3 separate regions of the Pan troglodytes genome follow, and regions 1 and 3 are each linked to region 2. Evidence: chromatin contacts called from public HiChIP or PLAC-seq data. All regions are on one chromosome and are shown on one strand. The core of a region is the stretch at or near the end of the contact, and the rest is flanking DNA. Distances in the headings are between cores, read along the strand shown.

The links. HiChIP or PLAC-seq counts read pairs in DNA pulled down with a chosen protein or histone mark.
Region 1: an H3K4me3 HiChIP or PLAC-seq map of stem cell-derived excitatory neurons shows a contact between it and region 2, with 6 times the contacts expected there. The contact joins the promoter of ACAA1 here to the promoter of ACVR2B in region 2. A contact is called at or near these places in 1 of 7 Hi-C or Micro-C datasets (stem cell-derived neural progenitor cells) and 1 of 1 datasets of contacts at active chromatin or transcription factors (stem cell-derived excitatory neurons).
Region 3: a contact with region 2 is called in an H3K4me3 HiChIP or PLAC-seq map of stem cell-derived excitatory neurons, with 4 times the contacts expected there. The contact joins the promoter of PLCD1 here to the promoter of ACVR2B in region 2.

The regions. Positions count from the first base shown.
Region 1 is chr2:42,139,738-42,142,706 of NHGRI_mPanTro3-v2.0_pri, reverse strand. It overlaps ACAA1 (acetyl-CoA acyltransferase 1), which reads left to right and starts at 1,347. Exons shown (of 12, transcript XM_001171323.6): 1 at 1,347-1,681; 2 at 1,861-1,954. The coding sequence starts at 1,511. LOC101058262 reads left to right here. Exons shown (of 3, transcript NM_001280446.1): 3 at 1-789. The coding sequence ends at 65. It also overlaps a transcript of MYD88 not described here.
Region 2 is chr2:42,455,884-42,458,852 of NHGRI_mPanTro3-v2.0_pri, reverse strand. ACVR2B (activin A receptor type 2B) reads right to left here and starts at 1,674. Exons shown (of 11, transcript XM_516369.7): 1 at 1,252-1,674. The coding sequence starts at 1,303. It overlaps XYLB (xylulokinase), which reads right to left. Exons shown (of 19, transcript XM_016940725.4): 19 at 1,818-2,859. The coding sequence ends at 2,677.
Region 3 is chr2:42,033,233-42,036,299 of NHGRI_mPanTro3-v2.0_pri, reverse strand. PLCD1 (phospholipase C delta 1) reads left to right here and starts at 1,361. Exons shown (of 15, transcript XM_054680542.1): 1 at 1,361-1,551. The coding sequence starts at 1,518.

The DNA of each region.
Region 1 (2,969 bases), core at 98-2,597, 320 kb after region 2:
AGGCGGGGGTGCCCACCTCTACCCTTGCGGTCTCGAGGCGGGTGATGTGGGGGCGTAAGAAGTAGGAATCTGCCCTTTGAGATCTGGAGAGGTCCACGGCACCGCCCTCGAGGGTCTGGTGATGGTGCTAGTAGGTTGGCGGCGGAGTGAGGACGACCCTCCCTCGGGGGTTGTAGGAAACGGGCCTTGCTTTTTGGGATCTGGTGGAGCCACAGTTCTTCCACGGAGGAATCTGAGGGGTTCATACGGTCCTGCCCTCGAGGATGGCGAGGAGGGGACAAGTGGGAAGGCACCAGCTCTGCCCTCCACTGTCTCTGGGGAACACGCAATCCCGCCAGTAGGGGTATGGGAAGACCCCTGCTGTGCTCCCCGAGGTGGGAGTGGGAAACGGACAGCTGCCTTCTGGAGCCTGAGGCATGCCGTGGCCCTGCCCTCGAAATGGTTGGGGACGTCATGACACTAGGTTGGGGAGCACAAGGCACCCTGTCCTTTGGTGTCTGTGGGAAGCCCAGCACTACTCTCCAGGGTCTCAGGTGAAGACATGGCCCTGCTATTGGGAGTCAAGGGGGCACGTGGCCTTGCCCTTTAGGTTTAGGGACACAGTCCTGACCTGGGGAGCCCTGGTTCATTCATTTACTCATTCGACAAGTACTTGATCATCTACTAAGTGTCAAGGGTGTCGCAGGCTCCCCGGATACATGGTACCTCTCTGCCTTGGTGGAGACCCCAGCCTAGCACGGGAAATGGGCACTAATAAAATCATTCCAATTGGGTGTAAAACTGGTAAAAGTGTGAAATGTTCATTCTCCAGTTAGAGAGCTTGTCACACCCCGCATGTCTGTAAAATCTGTTTTCCCGGCCAGCCCGGAAGCCCAAATTCCCTGTCTTCTCGAAAGAATGGGAAAGCCCAATCACGTCGGAGCAGGACTTGGGCGTCTCGGAAGTACTTAGGTCCCCCAGCTCGGGTACTGGCACCGGAGGGATAGCAGAGCCTCCTAGGAAGTGGGTAGAGGAATTAGAGCCTCAGCTTCCATCTCCAGCCCCCAAGCAGTAAGCGGTCCTGGCTGCCCAGCCTTCCGTTTGGCTGCGGGCAGGAGACAGGGATTTGGGGGTCAGGTCTCGGGTTTGGCTACAAAAGGTGGAAAGACTTCCGGTCTGCATTTCTGGGCGGGGATTCGTAAAGATACACCTTCTGGTTGGCTGCGGTAGGCCAAGGTAGGCGGGGCATTGAGTGGAAAGCTCGGCTGGGCGGTGCCTGTGGGCCCTCCTATAGAGGGCTCGGTAGGCGGTGGCGGGGAGGGGCGGGTTCCCAGGCCGACTCACCTTGTGGTTGGCTGAGGCTGGAGGTGGACGGGACTTTTAGAGGGTCGCTCGCGTCTGTTCGCAGAGCTGTGGGCGGAGTTGAGGCCTTGGAGGCTGAGATGTGGTTCTGCGCGTGCGCGGACGGCTGTCTGTTAACTCCGCGGTCAGTTTCCGGACTGGTGGCTGGTCTGCAGGGTTGACCTGCGCAATGCAGAGGCTGCAGGTAGTGCTGGGCCACCTGAGGGGTCCGGCCGATTCCGGCTGGATGCCGCAGGCCGCGCCTTGCCTGAGCGGTGCCCCGCAGGCCTCGGCCGCGGACGTGGTGGTGGTGCACGGGCGGCGCACGGCCATCTGCCGGGCGGGCCGCGGCGGCTTCAAGGTGAGGCCCGAGGGTCTGGGCGCCGAGTGTGGGAAGACGCCGGCGCGGGCTGGGGTCCGGTTCGTATGTTTGGTTATCCTGGACGCCGGAGGCAGCTCCGCACCCAGCTGTGGTCGCTTTGTCTCCCTGGGGTGGGCATGGGGGAGTGGGGGTCACTGCGGCTGCTCTTTCTGCTGCAGGACACCACCCCCGACGAGCTTCTCTCGGCAGTCATGACCGCGGTTCTCAAGGACGTGAATCTGAGGCCGGAACAGCTGGGGGACATCTGTGTCGGTGAGCGAACCACTCAGGCCCTGCGCTGGGCCTTCCCCGTTCTTCCGTTCGTTCAGAGCTCTCCTCACCTCCCCACCCCGAGTTTTCACTGGGGGAACCTCCATGGCCTTGACCTTTGAAGGGGTCCTGCCCCTCCACACCTGTGGGTATTTCTCGTCAGATGGGAGGAGAGACTGAGAAAAGAAATAAGACGCAGAGATAAAGTGTAGAGTGGGCCCAGGTGACCGGCATCGGTCTCCGAGTTCCCTCAGTATTTATTGATTACTATTTTCACTATCTCGGCAAGGGGAGTGCGGCAGTGTGGGGGAAAGGAAGAGAGATCAGACTGTTACTGTGTCTGTGTAGAAAAGGAAGACATAAGAAACTCCATTTTGATCTGTACTAAGAAAAATTTTTCTGCCTTGAGATGCTGTTAATCTGTAGCCTTAGCCCCAACCCTGTGCTCACAGAAACATGTGCTGTATTGAATCAAGGTTTGAGGGATTTGGGCTGTGCAGGATGTGGCTTGTTAACCATTTGTTTGCAGGCAGTATGCTTGGTAAAAGTCATCGCCATTCTCCATTCTCGATTAACCAGGTACACAGTGCACTGCGAAAGGCCGCAGGGACCTCTGCCCAAGAAAGCCTGGGTATTGTCCACGTTTCCCCCCACTGAGATTGTCTGAGATATGGCCTAGTGGGAAGGGAAAGACCTTACAGTCCCCCAGCCCGACACCCGTAAAGGGTCTGTGCTGAGGAGAATTAGTAAAAGAGAAAGGCCTCTTTGCAGTTGAGATAAGAGGAAAGCATCTGTCTCCTGCTTGTCCCTGGGAATGGAATGTCTCGGTGTAAAACCCAACCATACATTCTATTTCCTGAGATAGGAGAAAACCGCCTTATGGCTGCAGGTGAGACATGCTGGCGGCAATACTGCTCTTTACTGCACTGAGATGTTTGTGTAAAGTCAAACATAAATCTGGCCTATGTGCACATCCAGGCACAGCACCTTTCCTTAAACTTACTTATGACATTGAGTC
Region 2 (2,969 bases), core at 425-2,924:
TACTACCCTACAGAACTCACTCGCTTTCGGTGTAAACTAAGCCTCACGACGACGCACAGGAGAAGGTAGAACCAGGGTTGGAATGGGACGGAGATCCCAAATCCCCACCCCCGCAGCAGCGTGGGGACTCTGGCCCCGCCCCTGCACGCCCGGCCCCGCCCCTCGAGGGTTTCCCAGACTCCAGGCGGCTGCCACCGTGGGCGGCGGGGGACCCGCGCTGCATGTGTAATGGGAGCTGGGAACAAAGACGCGCAGGACCCGGCGGCCGGGTACCAGCCGCCCCGACCTTCTCGCCAGAGCTTCAATGCCCAGCTCCCCACGTTTCCCAGGACTGGCCAGGGGACGTCCCGGCGCGCCCGCCGGGGTTAGGCGCACCCCGGCACCACTGAGAGAGAAATCGGTGCTTGGGCCGTAGGAGAAACAAGCTTTCCAGGCGGAACTCCGCTTGTTTACGCCCGCGCCCACATACCCCCAAACACACATGCGCTGGCCGAACACCTCCAGCCACACGCCCGCAGCCGCGGGCGAGCTGAGCGCTGGTCACCCACCCCGCCACGTGCCTCCCGGAGGCCCGAACGAAGAGGGACCTGTTGGGTTTTCCATCTTACCCACCCCCTCCCCTCCCAAGTGCCCAAACAAAGCGGTCCCGCGAAGCGACCACACTCCGCATCCCGGGGCCAACGGCAGGGAAAGAGGGAGCAGGTGGGAGCCAGCACCAACAGCCCGCCGGGCCGGTAACGCGACGCAGACTGGTGGCAAGAAATGCAGGGGACTTTGGGCTGCGTGAAGCCGCCCCCTTCGCTTCGCTACACTTAGTGACTCTGAGGGACATGCAACCCTCCCCGCATGCTGCTGCTGCTGCTGCACCTACAATCCTGCCACCCCCAATGAGATCTGCCCACCCCTCTTGGCCGCCTTCCCCACGCTCAGGTTTTCCTCACTCTTTCCCTGGGTTCCACGCGCCCGCGTAGCCCGAACTCCGACCCTGAGGCTCCGCGTCCCAGCCCCCATCGCAGGGGCGCCTCTAGGAACCAGAATCCCGCAGATGACTGCACAGACAAGATCGTGCCCCTAAGTTCGGCGAGCCGTGCGCCCACCGCGCCCCCAGCCCCCGCCCCGGGAGGTGAGGGCTGAATACAGGTGGTGCGGCGACGAGGCCCCGGGCCCGCCCTTTGTTGGTAAACACCGCGCGGCGCCAGAGGCCAGCCCCGCGCGCCCTCTCGGCGTCCCCGCGCCGCGCCCAGTTCTTACCGGCGCACAGCGATCCCCAGAGGAGGGCGAGGGCCACCCAGGGCGCCGTCATGTTCCGCGGCGCCGCCCCGCGCACACCCGGAGCCCGCGGGCAGGGCCGCACGGCGCTCCCGGGGCGCGCAGGGCCAGGAGGCGGCTGCGCTCTCCTTCCCGCTCCTTCCTTCGGTCTCGTTCCCTGCGCGCTTCCTGCGCCTTCGTCCCCGAGCAGCGTTCGGGCTCCAAGGGCCGGTCGGCGGGGCCGGGCTCAGGGCCGCTGCGGGCGGCGCAGGCTGCGGCCCGGGCTCCGGGGCGACGCGGGGGCCGGGGGGCGGCAGCGGGGCACGGGCCGGGGCGCGCCCGACTCAGGCATAGCGCGGCGGGGCTGGGCCCGGGCCCCGGGCGCAGGGGCCGAGTCCGGAGGGGCCATGAACGGGGGGAGGGGTGGGGGGGGAGGGGAGCTGAACCGAGTCCAAAATGGCTCCTGAGCGGCGGCCACGGAGCCGAGCCAGCGGGGAAACCCGGATGTTGGATACAAAGAGGCGGGCGGGCTGGGCGGGGAGGGGGAGGGGAGGCGGGCCCTCCGGCCGCGTGGTCCGCGCCCCCCTGAGGGGCGGGGCCCCAGAGAAACAACAACACGGAGGCCCCGCCCCCATCCCGCGCCCTGTGGAAGGACGCGCGTGCACCAACTTGCTGGAGGACAGGGCGGGGCGCGCGGACGGAGGTGGCGGGAATGGGCTCCTGACCACTTTGCCCGGGAGCCTGTGGCCACTGCACTCGCAATTAGTGCCCCGCACGCTCGAGCCCAAGCTCCTGACACATGCTGCCCTACAACCCCGGAATGAGTGGATAGTCCCGGGACTCTGGCCCAGACGCCTCTGTGCCTTGGATTCCCCACCTGTGCAATGGGGGTGACAGTGAACCGTGGGAAAGTCGGATCTCTACTGATGGGCGAATTAAGTGGCAGAAAGAGGCTGACTTCCCTGAATTGACAAGCAGTCTCCCGTCTGCAATCCCTTGCCACACACTCAAAGGCACAGCTAGGGCGGGGAGTGGTCATTTAAACCCAACCAAGTGAGGGAGCGGGCAGAGTCCCGCCCCTCTAAGCCCAGCAGGTGGAAAAGGGCCTCTGGCAACCTGCTGGCCCTCCCTAATCCCATCTTGTCTTCTGCAGTTCCTGCGCCACCCGCAGCGGCCCTGAGCTTCAATCTGCACTTTCAAAACTTCCCAGTTGCCTCCAGAGCCCTGCAGTTGAAGATCTTGTCTAGCACATGGTTTTGCTGTTTTCCTCACCCCGAACTCCCTCCTTGGAGGGCCATCGTTCTCTGTCTCAGATTCCACCCTCCTTATCACACAACTAGAGCTTCGGAGGAACGTGATGGGGCTCCCAACTAAGGAGGGAAAGACCATCATAGCTCAGGGATGAGGCTCCGAGATCCTCAGATAACATTAATTGTCCTCTGTCTTCTCTTGACTTGGCACATCCTTGCTTGGAGCAGGGCAGGCGCAGCTGAAAGGGAGGTGGCACCTGGAGGTCTCAGTCATTTCACTTCTCTGAGCCTCAGTTTTCCCATATGCAAAGTGAAGAGGTAAGACTCCCTCAGGGTTTTGCATCTTCTTAATGGCAGAAACCTATTCAAACAAAATATTATGTAAATGTTCACTATAGGCGGGGCGAGGTGGCTCAAACCTGTAATTCCAGCACTTTTAGAGGCCCAGGAGGCTTTTGAGGTCAGGAGTTC
Region 3 (3,067 bases), core at 112-2,611, 420 kb after region 2:
TCCAGGAGTATCAGAGGTGCAAGTGGTAGGCTCCAAGGCCTGAGGAGGCCTCCAGAGGGCAGAGAAGGGGACCCTTCTTCCCCACTCATCCCCTGTATGGAGGTCCAAAGTGATGCCTGCCAGTATGAATTTGCTCATCCCTCAGCAAACATGGAGTGTGGCCCTGGGCAGAAGGGAAACCAAGGAGGGACCTGACAGGCCTGCCCAGGGCAGGGGTGTTCGCACTGCAGGACAGGATTGGAGCTGAGTGCCAGGTAAGGGGTGAAGCCCCGTCTGTGGAGAGGGGGCATGCAGAGCAGGGGACTCTCCAAAGCCCAGAAGTCCTGATCCACTTTTAACCCCCAGAACCAGAAGACTGTCCTTCAGCTGTTTCACATCCCTTATTCAAGGCCACCTAGGGCCCAGAAGAGGAGGGATTGGGGTGAGCCCAGCCCCCTCCCCGCAGAGCTGGTCCAACTAGCTTTGCCTGACTCTCGCATTGGCCTTATCAGCCCAGGAGGCCTGGGTGGCTTCCTGGGAGGCCCTCTGGGGGCTCTCTGACACCAAGAGCCCAGTTTTCCCAAGGGACTCTCCAAAGGGGTGGTGGGCAACAGGATCTAGGGACCCTCCCAGGGTCTGTGGTGGGAGGGGTCTCTAGACAACCTATAAAGGGGGTTTTCTGGGTCCCAAGAGTTAGGGGGTGGGTCTGCATAGGGACCTTGCCCAGACAGCCCCTTGGGAGGCCACCTGAAGAAGGGACCCTGGGGATCCTCCCCCTCGGCTGCATGGATCGCTGGGGTTTTGGGATATGAGTGGCTCAAAAGTGAAATCCGTGCACCTGCTTGCTTCCCCCTCCCACACCCCCAACACTCCACCAAAGGCACTCTTGGGGTTAGAAACCTCCCAGCGAGAGGGAAGGGGACCCTCCTCCCGACAAGGTCCAGGTATTGCTCTCTGAAGACCTTCTAATCGTGTCCGTGCACCCATTTCGCAGAAGGGAATGCGAACGCTGGGAGCTGCGGCTGGAAGCCTGGACGCCGCGTCTCCCTAGCGCAGCAGCCCGGCTGGGCGTCGGACCTTACACGATCCCTTCCCCGGGATGACGCCGGATTCTTTCCAGCATCACCCCGACCCCAGCGAGGCGCCCACAACAGGGCGTGGGGCCCGGCCGCCCGCGGTAATGACAGGGCCCGCGGCCCGTGGGTGGCGGCGGCGGAGGAAGCTGGAGGGATCTGGCTATTTCTGGTCGGGGCGCGCCCGCTGGCCCGGGCCAGGGTTGGCCAGTCCTCCGGGCCCCCAGCTCTGCCCTCCCTCTCGCGTCCCCAGAAGGGGGCGGGGAGAGACGCGGGTTGGCGGGCTCAGGGGGCGGGGGCGCAGGGCAGCGGGGGCGGGGCGGTGTCCCGGGACCACCCCCGGCCTCCTCCCACCGCGATCCATTCAGGTCCCTGCACCGCACTCCACTCGGACCCCAGGCCGCCGGTGCTGTCGCTACTCAAGTGAGTCCCGCAGTGCCCCTCCCGCCGCGCCGCCCGTCGGGCATGGACTCGGGCCGGGACTTCCTGACCCTGCACGGTGAGTGCCTGGCCCGCGCGAGCGGGAGACCCTGCAGGGGTGGACGCCTGGAAAGCTGTTCCGGGCCCTGGACAGGGAGCCCCGAGCTCCTTCGGCCGCCTCCACACCACCCCGGGCCCGCCTCTCTGCCCCTTCTCCGGACTGGGAAAATCTCAGCCCGCGGCTCCCTGGGTGGGACTGCCGGGCACGACCCTGGGCGTTTCCAGGCTTGTCCGAGATCTAGCCCGGGGGGTGGGTGGGCGGGCGGTACGGGTCTAAAGACTTCCCTCCGCCTCGCGGACCCCCTTGTCCTGGTCATGAAAGTCTGGGCTCCACGATCCCGCTCGCACGGAGGGGCGGCGAAGGAAGGAAACAGCATCCAAGAACGACCAAAATTCTCCTTGCCCCATCCGGGCCGCCCCAGGGGCTCCCCAAAGCCTGGGCGTGCCTGAACCGCGTCAGGCCGCGCGGGTGTGGCGGAGCAGGGGCTAAGGGGATGGGGAGAGGAGGTGTGCAAGGTTAATCGTGGTCGGGCCGTGCAGCCTTAACTGCCCAGCGCAGAATAGTCAGCGATGCTCAGGCTGAAAGAAGCAGCACGATCCCCTCATCTGCGACCCTCCTTGGGGGACAGGGCCAGGTCTCAGCCGGAGCTGCCTGCTCCATCCTTTGTCCAGCGGAGCTTTGTTTCCTCCAATACGAGCCAGCTCTTTGCCCTTTCGCTGTCCCTCCAGCAGCGAGGGGAGCCTGGGCTCCCGAAGGCAGATCTGGAGGCCTTCTGGGAGGCGGGAGGTTGGGGAGGGTAACTTTGGGCGCCTCTTTGCTCCAGGACAGGCACTCACCCACTCTTGGTGGGGGCTTGCCCTCCTGCCCCCCCAGGTCACTTGCCATCTCAGCAAACCCTGCTCCTTTCATACGAATCACTGCTTTACTGTATATCCCTCTCTTTTTTAGTACCCTTGGGGTTGGAGGCTTTAGTGGCCACCACCCATCCATCTAAACTGTTCATGGACATAATAGATGGGAAAGAGAAGGGCAGAGTCCTCTAGCCTTCCACTAGAGTCCCCCTGGAATTTAGAGGGACTTAGAGATGTTCCCATCAGCCAGCCTCCAGTCTATCTCGTGTTCTGCAGTTGGCACAGACCTGGTCCTCCTGGCCCAGAGAGACCTTGCTCTGTGCCCAGAGCTGTTGCTTTTACACCAATAGCCTAGGCTCCTTAAAGCCACCTTGTCTAGATGAGTCATGGAGTCCCTGCCCCTTCCAGTGCTCCCTCTTCTTTCTTCAGGCCAGAGGTGTCTTTCGTGCGCCTGCCAGACTAGCAAGAAGGGAGGCTGGGCAGCTGAGAGGTCACAGTGGACATCTCTGCTTTCTCTCTGACACAGCGTCATTCCTTGGCTCCTGTTGGAACAGGCTTCATCCTCAGTGTCTGTGCCTTTGTCCAGTTTCTCTCCTGAGGCAGCCTTGATATCTTTTCCATGGAGGAAGACACATGGAGGCTCAGTCAGGACCTCCCAGTCCTGTGGCATAGGCTTGGCTGCC